2 separate regions of the Mus musculus genome follow, and region 1 is linked to region 2. The links are chromatin contacts, called in public promoter capture Hi-C maps. All regions are on one chromosome and are shown on one strand. Each heading gives the region's core, a stretch centred on a gene start, on an enhancer-like site or on the middle of the called end of the contact. The rest is flanking DNA. Distances are from core to core; before and after follow the strand shown. Region 1 holds the start of Cbr2 (carbonyl reductase 2). Region 2 holds the start of Aspscr1 (alveolar soft part sarcoma chromosome region, candidate 1 (human)).

The links. Capture Hi-C pulls out chosen DNA fragments and counts their contacts.
Region 1: a contact with region 2 is called in a promoter capture Hi-C map of adipose tissue. The contact joins the promoter of Cbr2 here to the promoter of Aspscr1 in region 2. A contact is called at or near these places in 9 of 39 promoter capture datasets (the 3T3-L1 cell line, 3T3-L1-derived adipocytes, cranial neural crest and 5 more), 3 of 484 Hi-C or Micro-C datasets (the HL-1 cell line, liver and memory CD8 T cells), 8 of 115 datasets of contacts at active chromatin or transcription factors (the 230-238 cell line, the SCID.adh cell line, embryonic stem cells and 2 more) and 3 of 9 other capture datasets (adipose tissue, liver and pancreatic islet).

Annotation. Positions count from the first base shown.
Region 1 is chr11:120,729,117-120,733,708 of GRCm38.p6, forward strand. It overlaps Cbr2 (carbonyl reductase 2), which reads right to left and starts at 2,905. Exons shown (of 8, transcript NM_007621.2): 1 at 2,805-2,905; 2 at 1,890-1,987; 3 at 1,629-1,783; 4 at 1,502-1,544; 5 at 1,308-1,407; 6 at 1,141-1,205; 7 at 799-916; 8 at 369-709. The coding sequence starts at 2,856. The coding sequence ends at 606.
Region 2 is chr11:120,671,597-120,676,205 of GRCm38.p6, forward strand. Aspscr1 (alveolar soft part sarcoma chromosome region, candidate 1 (human)) reads left to right here and starts at 1,377. Exons shown (of 16, transcript NM_026877.2): 1 at 1,377-1,574; 2 at 2,444-2,499. The coding sequence starts at 1,473.

The DNA of each region.
Region 1 (4,592 bases), core at 1,655-4,154, 59 kb after region 2:
CGATTCCGATCCCCACCCAACGGCTCCTCTCCTTCTGCACAAAGAGAACACAGGTTTAGGAGTGTCCTAGTCCAGAATGCCTCCCGTCTCCTTCCCCTGATTGCCAGGCCAGGGTCAGAGCACCAGGAGGCACCGAATCCAGTAATGGAACGGTGCGGGTACTAGGGAAAAGGGCACAACTATACAGACCCCTTCTTTTCAGAAAAACACTGCCCTTTGATATCGTTGATCACAAGACTCAGTAGGTATTGGAGGAGAGCTGGCTTTGAGGTAAAATGCCTGCAGCGGGACTTGATTCAGGGTCCAGCTTTACAACGCCCCTCCCAACCCCATCCCACCCCGCCCACAAGAAGTCCTGTGCAATGGCAATAGTTAAAGGTAACGCGGTGGCCCGTTTATTTAGGCAAATGAGCCCAACAAAGTGGACAAAGAGAACAAGGTCTGCGCCTGGAGTGGTTGTGGGATCGACAGTAACATGGGGGTGGAACTGTGAGCTGCGTGGTGGGCGTGGCTGTAGCATGAGGGCGGAGTCACGAGATCAGTAAATGCTTTGGCTGAGGGTGGGGCTAAGAAGGCCACTCAGATGTCCGCGGCAACTGAGCAGACTAGGAGGCCAGGTAGCCAGCATCCACCAGGATGCCACCGCCACTGGTAGAGGCACTTCTGTCGCTGAGCAGGAAGAGGATGCTGTTGACGACGTCTTCAACCTCTGCAGGAGAACAGACCAGTCAAGGCTCTCTCCCTTGCTTGGCTGCTGGCAAACCACATAGTTCCCCTCACCCACTGTCCCCAGCTGACCTGCGAACTTCCTCAGTGGGTGGCGCTCCTTGAGCTTCCTGGCAAACTCAGGGTCTGCAGAGACTTTCTTGCCCATGTCAGTCAGCACCACAGTGGGGTTTACGGAGTTTACCCGGATCTGGGGCCAGAAGCCACAGCTGGTGGCACAGCTGAGGAAGGAGCCCTACCTGCCCAGCTCAGGACTCGCCGCCCCAGGACCGGCCTGATGAGCTTGCTTACTCTGTCCAGATGAACCCTGAGCCCAGTGCTCAGAGCCTTCTATAGTCCTCACCCTCAACCCCCAGCCCTGCCCCAGGTGCCCATCGCCTGTCCCTCAGGTGTGGCCCGGCCCCCTGTGCCTACCTTGTGTGGCCCTAGTTCCATGGCCATGGCTTTGGTCAGCATAGTCATCGCTCCCTTGGTGGAGCCTGTTGGGGGATGGGGAGTGCTGAGGACCCTTTAATTACACTTTCTGTGAGGCTCACCAAAAACTGAACACTCCTATCGTCTTTTTTGGAGGGTGCACTCACTGTAGGTGATCAAGTTAGGAAAGGTGACATGGGCCACCATGCTGGAGACATTGACAATGGACCCTGGCACGCCACGGTTAATCATGTCCCTGGCTACCATCTGGAAGAAAGGGTTGCAGGTAGGTCATCCTGCGTGTCCCTACCCCACCCACTCCATTGTTGCTGTATGGGCCACAGCCCTCCTGCCATCTCACCTGGGATACCTGAAACACAGAGCGAAGATTTACACTGAAGGACCTGGCAGGAAAAGAACAATACATGGCCTCTACACCTTGTCTTCAGCGACCCTCCCTGGCCTGCCTGCTCTCTCCAGGTGCCCACCTGTCAAAGGCTTCCTTGGTAACTTCCAGGAAGGGCTGCATTATAACCAGCGCTGCATTGTTCACCAGTAAGTCCACAGGGCCGATACCGCCCAGCGCCTTCTCTGTGGCATCCCAGTCACCCAGGTCCACACACACGGGCTCTATTCCGGGACACTGTGGGGGACATTGTTTGGTGGCCTGAGGCACTGTTCCAGACACCTTCTGATGTATCCCTGAGTGTGGGGAGCAGGCCCAGGTAAGGCAGGGCTGTGTGCCTTACCTCTTTGGCAAGGCTGACCAGGTCTGAGTTGGTCCGAGTCACCGCCACCACTTTGGCTCCTGAGGCGTGCAGGGCCTTCACAGTGTCCCGTCCAATCCCTGTAGGAGAATGGTGGGACAAGGGCCCTACATGCCTAGTCACAGCTAGGGTCAGGATCCCAGGTGGAAATAAAGACTCTAGAGGATGGCTGGCTCCTCATGAGCCCTGGGAAGCCTGCCTCTGGTGCCTGACTGCCCAGCCTGGATCTAGGAGCTACCCTGTAGCCAACCTAAACCCATCCATCCATCAGGGGTACTGTGGCCAGAATGGGGTTGTCATTCTATCCTGGTGGGTTTCCAGCCAGGTGACAGAAGTCCTAGTCAGTGGGAGCCAGGTTTTGAAGGACTGAGCTGTGACAAGGTCACCTTGGACCCCTATTCAGTGTTGAAGTTGTCCCCTTCCTCTCCCCAGTACACATCTCACACTCTTCCCTGCTCACACTCACCCCACTTCCCTGATCACACTCACCTCACTTCCCTGTTCACACTCACCTCACTTCCCTGTTCACACTCACCTCACTTCCCTGCTCACACTTACCTCACTTCACTGCTCACGCTCACCTTTCCCTGCTCACACCTCACTTCACTGCTCACACTCACCCCACTTCCCTGCTCACACTCACCTCACTGCACTGCTCACACTTACCCCACTTCCTTGCTCACAATCACCTCACTTCCTTGCTCACATTCATCTCACTTCCTAGCTCACACCCTCTTTCCCTGTTCACACTCACCTTTTCCTGCTCACACTCACTTCCCTCCTCACACTCACTTCCCCACTCATACCTCACTTCCTTGCTCACACTCACCTCACTTCTCGGCTCACACTCACCTCATTCCCCTGCTCACACTCATCCCCTTCCCCGCTCACACTCACCTTTCCCTGCCCCTGTCACCAGGGCCCTCAGGCCACTGAAATTCAGCTTCATGCTGCTGACACCAGCTTCTTCCGAAGCAAGAGATGGGCTCAGCTTTTATGGCTGGGCAGCAGGCGGGGCAGGGGTGGGTGGGGCTAGGAGCCAACAGGCCTGGACAGGGTGGCATGACCCGCTTCCTCCAAGGGTAGCTCTCACTCCCCAAATATGGCATCCAACTGCTTGTTAGGACTTGAAGAAAAAATAAGAAATTGAGCACACACATGCCTGTGAGAGGGACTGACAGAGGTGGAGCTGTGAAACCGGAGACCTGGGAAGGAAATTGTGTTTTCTTTGGGCTGGTGCCTGGTCTTGAGCCCTAATGGCATGCAAGGCAAACCTTGTACCACTGGGCCACACTCCTAATCTAGGAGAATAGACATTTTGATTTGCCTTCTTTGCACAGAAGCATAAGCCGGTAACGGTTTTAATGGAAGGGAAGCTGCACTTTCCAGTCAGGTGGGGGTGCTCCAGCCTGACCGCTGCGCACATGGATGTGACAGTGGCCAGCCACTCAGCATTGGCAGTTCCCGGAGTTAATCCAGCACCCTGGTTTGGCTGTGTTCCTGGGTAAGGGCAGACACTCAGTGAACAAGAATAATATCTGATTCCCAGGCTGGCTAGGGCAGGTGGCTTAGACTGCTTAAGACAAGTCTCTTCCCACCCAACCCCTACCCCAGCATTCCTGAAGTCTGCTACTCTCTTTACCCGCTTCTCCCAAGTGACCTCCACCTGCTCCAAAGACTCTGCCTTTGGTGACCACACTGAGGCACTCTGAGGTAGACCTCCCTTTCTCAGAGCAGATGGATGGACCCTTGGGGGAAGTTTTGTAAAACAACCAGAGCATTAAATGTCCATTCTGATTCTGTGTCTAGGAAGTTGTCTAAGGCCGTGCCAAGCCCTTCCTGATCTTGTGTGACAGAATCCATGAACGGGACACTTCCTTCCAGGGGAGTCGTGGCAGGGCACAAGGCAGGAGGTCTGAATGCACAGAGCATTCCAGGGAGAGCCCCAGGAGAAGGAGTGCTCCAGCTCCCTACCGCTGCCAGGCTCCACACTGAGACTGAGTGGCCCTCAGAAAGAGGACAGACATGTTTTTGGTGGTACTCAGCACTAGGTAGGCCAGGCTAGACAGCTCTTGAGCTGCCAAGGTTTTGACGGCTCCTGCTTTTCATTGCTCCATAGGGAAGCTGGGTTACAAACGTGTGTGGGTTCTTGGTGCCTGCATCAAGGCCCTCGGTGGAACCATCATGGCTCAGGATTATGGAGGGAGGGTCAAGGAGAGATTCAACCATGAATATCTCAGATGAAGACCACAGGAGTTAGCTCTCTCTTCCCTCCCAACCTGGAGCCATAAAATCCACTGCCCTCTGTCAACCCCAATAAGGTTTCACTCCTTGTTTGATCTTATAAGGTGTGTACACACACATATTCACAAGCAAGCACACACACGCTCTCTCTCTCTCTCTCTCTCTCTCTCTCTCTCTCTCTCTCTCTCTCTCGCACACACACACACAACTCTACAAGCCCCTGAGTATGCAGATGCAGTACCTTCCAACACCCCCGTCCTGGCCAATGGTGCACACACCTTGCCCCAGAGACCCTGGCCACCTCCCATGGGGATAAATCTCTCCCTTTCCCTCAATAAACCGAATCAGTTCCCCAAGGCTGTTCCCTGGTGTGTTCTTTTCCTGAGTACTCATCGCAGACCAAGATCCTGCATTGAGCCCAGCCACACCCTCCTAAACTTC
Region 2 (4,609 bases), core at 127-2,626:
CCTTCTTTCCGATGACTCTAGCTTGTGTCAAGTTGACATAAAACTAGCCCGGACAACTGTCAAGGAAATAAATAAAAAAAACTCATTCATCAATTGGTGTTAAAACTGTTGCATAATAAATGTGGGAAGAAAAAAAAAAAAACATGGCATTGTAGTCTTAAAGAATTAGCCTATAGCTGACTAATTTACTACCCAAGGAAAGAGGGACCTTGATTATGGAGGATTCCGACTTTAACTTGAGCCTGACCATGGTCAAATTTCACATGCTCACTTTCAGAACAATCTGTATCTCTTGATGGCTGTCCATTTTTCTCACTGCACCTCTCTAAATGTTCTGCCAGAGGATTCTAACAGTGGGACAGTTGAAAGAAAACAGACTTGAGGGTTTGTGAGGTTTTGTTTTAAATGCTAGTGTGTAAAAAAGAAAGGAAGAAAACCAAAGGGGACCCGGGAAGGTGGGCAGCACAGTGAGGGTCTAAGGTTGCATAGAACACGCAAACTCTTCCCATTCTTTTCCCCATGTTTGTCAATACACACGTGTGACACAGATGCTGTATACCAGCTTCTCCAGTCAGATTTGGAGATTTTTACAACAATCCCAAGGACCATAGGCAAAGCATTCTCCTTGAAGTCATGGTGACAAGCTAAGAGAGGGCCTGAAGTCAACAAGATGGCTCAGCAAGTAAAAGTGCCACCAAGCCTGGTAACCTCAAATGAATCCCTCAGTCCCACAAGGTGGAAGGAGGGAACAGGCAAGTTCGCTGACAATGCACACAGGTACCATAGCATGCCTGTACCTGCTCTTCCACAGACACACAATAAAAAAAAAACACATAAAATATAACTTTATTATTATTGTTGTTGTTATTTTTTCAAGACAGGGTTTCTCTGGGTAGCCGTGGTTGTCCTGGAAGACTGTTGCTCTGTAGACCAGGCTGGTCTTGAACTCAGGGATCTGTTTTTGCCTCCAACATACTGGGATTAAAGGCTTGCATTACCACATCAGTCTCAATAAAATATTTTTCTAAAAGGTTGTCGCCATGTGACGATGATGATCACAGGAACACTTGAGAAGGGAGGCAGGATCAGTACTTAACGGAGTAGGTACAAAGGCTAACTCTGGTGTGCGCATACCCAGTACTTGGTGACAGACAGGTAGCTGTGGGCCCCAGGCTGGCCCCAGGCAGCATAGCTTTCTTGCAGGCAGCCCCCAGAGCTTGGAGGTTCCCAGGAACACGTGCCTCCGGATGAAGAAACAATGTCCCTGACAGAACTGTGCTCCTTCCAGGGAGGTGCCTTTGGTCCGCGCCGTCGGGACGCCATCAGGCTGCCTAATAGCAAAGCAGAGCCAGAGCGCCGGGGGCGGGCCCGGAAGCGAGTTGGCCCCGCCCCCGAGACCGCGTGGCTGTGCGTCCGGGCTGTTGCGGATAAAGTTGTTTGAGGCGAGCCGGCTGCGGTCACGTGAGCGGAAGATGGCGGCCCCGGCGGGCGGCGGGGGCTCCGCGGTGTCGGTGCTGGCCCCAAACGGGCGGCGCCACACGGTGAAGGTGACGCCGAGCACCGTGCTGCTGCAGGTGCGGCCGCCGGCCCGGGTGGGGAACGGGCGGATGGGTGGACCCGCGGGCCGCCCGGGGTCGCCGCATCAGGGCCCGCCCCTGCGGTTGCTCCTAGGGCGGTAGGGCGGGACCGGGTCCCGGTGGGCGGGGCCTGAGGCAGCCAATGAGCGCCTTTCGCGCGGCTGTCCGCCCCATCCTCTAGATCTGGGTCCCGGGGGCGGGGCGGGATACTTGGAGGCGCGTTTGCTGAGCACGGTGGGGTGGACCCCACTAACAGGGTCGAGCCTTGCGAGCCCCAGAATCTTCGGCGCTTGTCCGAATCCAGCCTTCTCGGTCACCGGGAAGAGTGGCGTTCCTTCCTGCTCAGCTCAGGGGCGTCCCTCCGGACCCTAGGGCCTGTGTTCCCGGAAGTGAATTTTGCTAAGTCACTCACGGCTTTTGATTGTTGCTGTTTGTGACCTCGTATGAATTACACCTGCTTATTAAACCTCTGTTGTTAGGTTACAAAGGCGTACACGATTCATATCTGTGGCAGGGCCATACAGAGTGACCTCCATTTGGAGCTGCGCTCATGTAGAGGAGGGTTCTGGTCATGCAGCAGTTGCACAAAGACTGCCGGGCCACAGAGTGGCCGTGGACACAAAGTTCAGTAAGGCAGATTATTATTTGTGGCTAGAGGCCTCGCAGAGCCTAGAACATGGGACCAGGGGTGGACAGGCTAGGCCATAGTTGGAGGATTAAGTCAATAATGGGTCCCCAGTAGGAGGGGAGAGAGTAGACAGGATTTGCATGTAGTTTGCTTGGAGCTGGTGAGTGAGATGTTTGGTGGGCTGGCCAGTGCGCCTACTATCAGTTGAGGTAGGTTTTACCGATCATTTGTCCCACAGGTACTAGAAGACACATGCCGGCGGCAAGACTTCAACCCCAGTGAATACGACCTGAAGTGAGTTTGCTTGGACTCAGCTGTGGGCTTCTCAGTCTACCTGGTCCTTTTCTCAACACATACTATCTCTGCCTTAGAAGCGCCCCCATAGGTACTTTAATACAACAGAAGTTTATCCTTGCCCAGTTCTGAAGGCAAAGTCCAAAGTGCCCAGAGTATGGTTGTGCCACCCCCCCCCCCCAACCGCCCCCAGATTCTCTGTGTAGCCCTGACTGTCCTGGACTTCACTTTGTAGACCAGGCTGGTCTCAAACTCACAGAGAGCCTTCTGCCTCTGCCTCCACAATGCTGGGATCAAAGACCCCACCCCCACCCCTGTGGCTATACTCTAGAATATTCTAGGGAAGAGGACTCATCTCTTTCAGCTTCTGGCTGTCCTGGTATTTCTTGGCTTGTGACTGCATCAGTACAACTTCTGCCTTGATCTTCAAACGGCCCGAAGACACAAGTCACTGGGTTTAGGGTCCTCTGGTTAGTCCAGGGTGACCTTATTTAATTTACTCTCTTAACCTACATTCATAAATACTTGTGACAAATAAGGTCATTTTCACAGGTTTTAGGGGCAAGAACAGTGATGTATCTTTTGGGGAGCACTGTCTAAACCCACAAATGCAGGGTTTTGGCTGTCTGTGTAAATTCCTGGTAGGACAAAGGAATGGCTAGAAAGCTGTAAAGGGATTGTTCGCCTCCCAGCTGCTGTAGTCCTCCCATGTCTGGGTCTCTGGGTCAGGGTGTTAGTACAAAGAGAGCAGTCCTCCACCAGGTCCTCGGGTCTGAGGCCATAGGAGGGATGCAGGTTTCTGTCTTAAGTAGAGCTTTTATTCTTGGAGACATGTTTTCACAACATTGTCCTAACACAAGAAGCCCACTCTCTTGGCCTTTCCCATGCTGTCGTGTGGGCTTTCTAGGAAGAAGTTTCTTGGAAAAGATACCTATATCAGGCCATTCCAGTCTCCGGCTCCCGTTCTGGTCTTCTAAGAATCCCAGAACATGTGCTCTTGAGTGGCCAAGCCATCTAACAATATCCTGCCACAAAGCTTTGTGCCAGCTCTGTTCTGTTAACCTGCCCATGGTCCACGTAATGGTGTCTGGTTGGAGCAATGACTATAATTTGAGCCAGTTCCTCTACAACACTACATTAGCTCTGCCCTTGTCTCCCTTTCCATCCACTGACTGTAATTTGTTTAAGAACTGCTCCCATTGCCCTGGCTGGTGCCTGGCTGTAAACAGAGTGGCCTCTTCTCTCCACCCAGTGTTCTCAGCTCTTAGGCCTGATGTCCTGGTTCCCACTAGCATTTTCTATGGCAGTTTGCTGGTTTTGAACCTATGTTGAGGGTTCGGATCAACCATGGCTGATCCCTGTCAGCCGATGAGAACTAGCTGATGAGGTGGTCTTGTTCTCAGTTTCTCCCTCTCTCTCTCTTCCTCACCTCTCCTCCCCATTTTCCTCTTTCCTTTTTCTTTTGTGAGAACCTATGTAGGCCTGGTTGGCCTGGAAGCATTGTTTAGACCAGGCTGACTTTGAGCTCACAGAGATCCTCCTGCCAATGCCTCCTAAGTATTGAGATTAAGGGTGTGCCACTGTACCTAGCTCATTGTCAGCTCTTCTAAACACCCTTGGGCTTTATTAACAGGTCCTGTCCAGAAAACTCTTATTTCCAACAGTGTCTTGCATTTATAATGTTGGGCTAGTCACTTTGTATATTCAAAGTGGTTGACCATGGACCATATATTAAAAATTCACAGCCGGGCAGTGGTGACGCACGCCTTTAATCCCAGCACTTGGGAGGCAGAGGCAGGCGGATTTCTGAGTTCGAGGCCAGCCTGGTCTACAGAGTGAGTTCCAGGACAGCCAGGGCTATACAGAGAAACCCTGTCTCGAAAAACCAAAAAAAAAAAAAAAAAAAATCACAGATTTATCTGTCTAGTTCTGTCGTTTCCTGTTGTCCTCCCCCATGCATGTCTAGTAAGTTTTGTGTTGTCAGAGCTGTGGGTGGAGCTTTTCTTGGGCATGTGAACTGTAGCCCCTATAGTTCTCATTCCCAAAGTGTCTTGGGACCTAAGGGGGTCAAGGATGAGGAGGCTGTTGGGTAGAGACTGGCCCTTCCCTG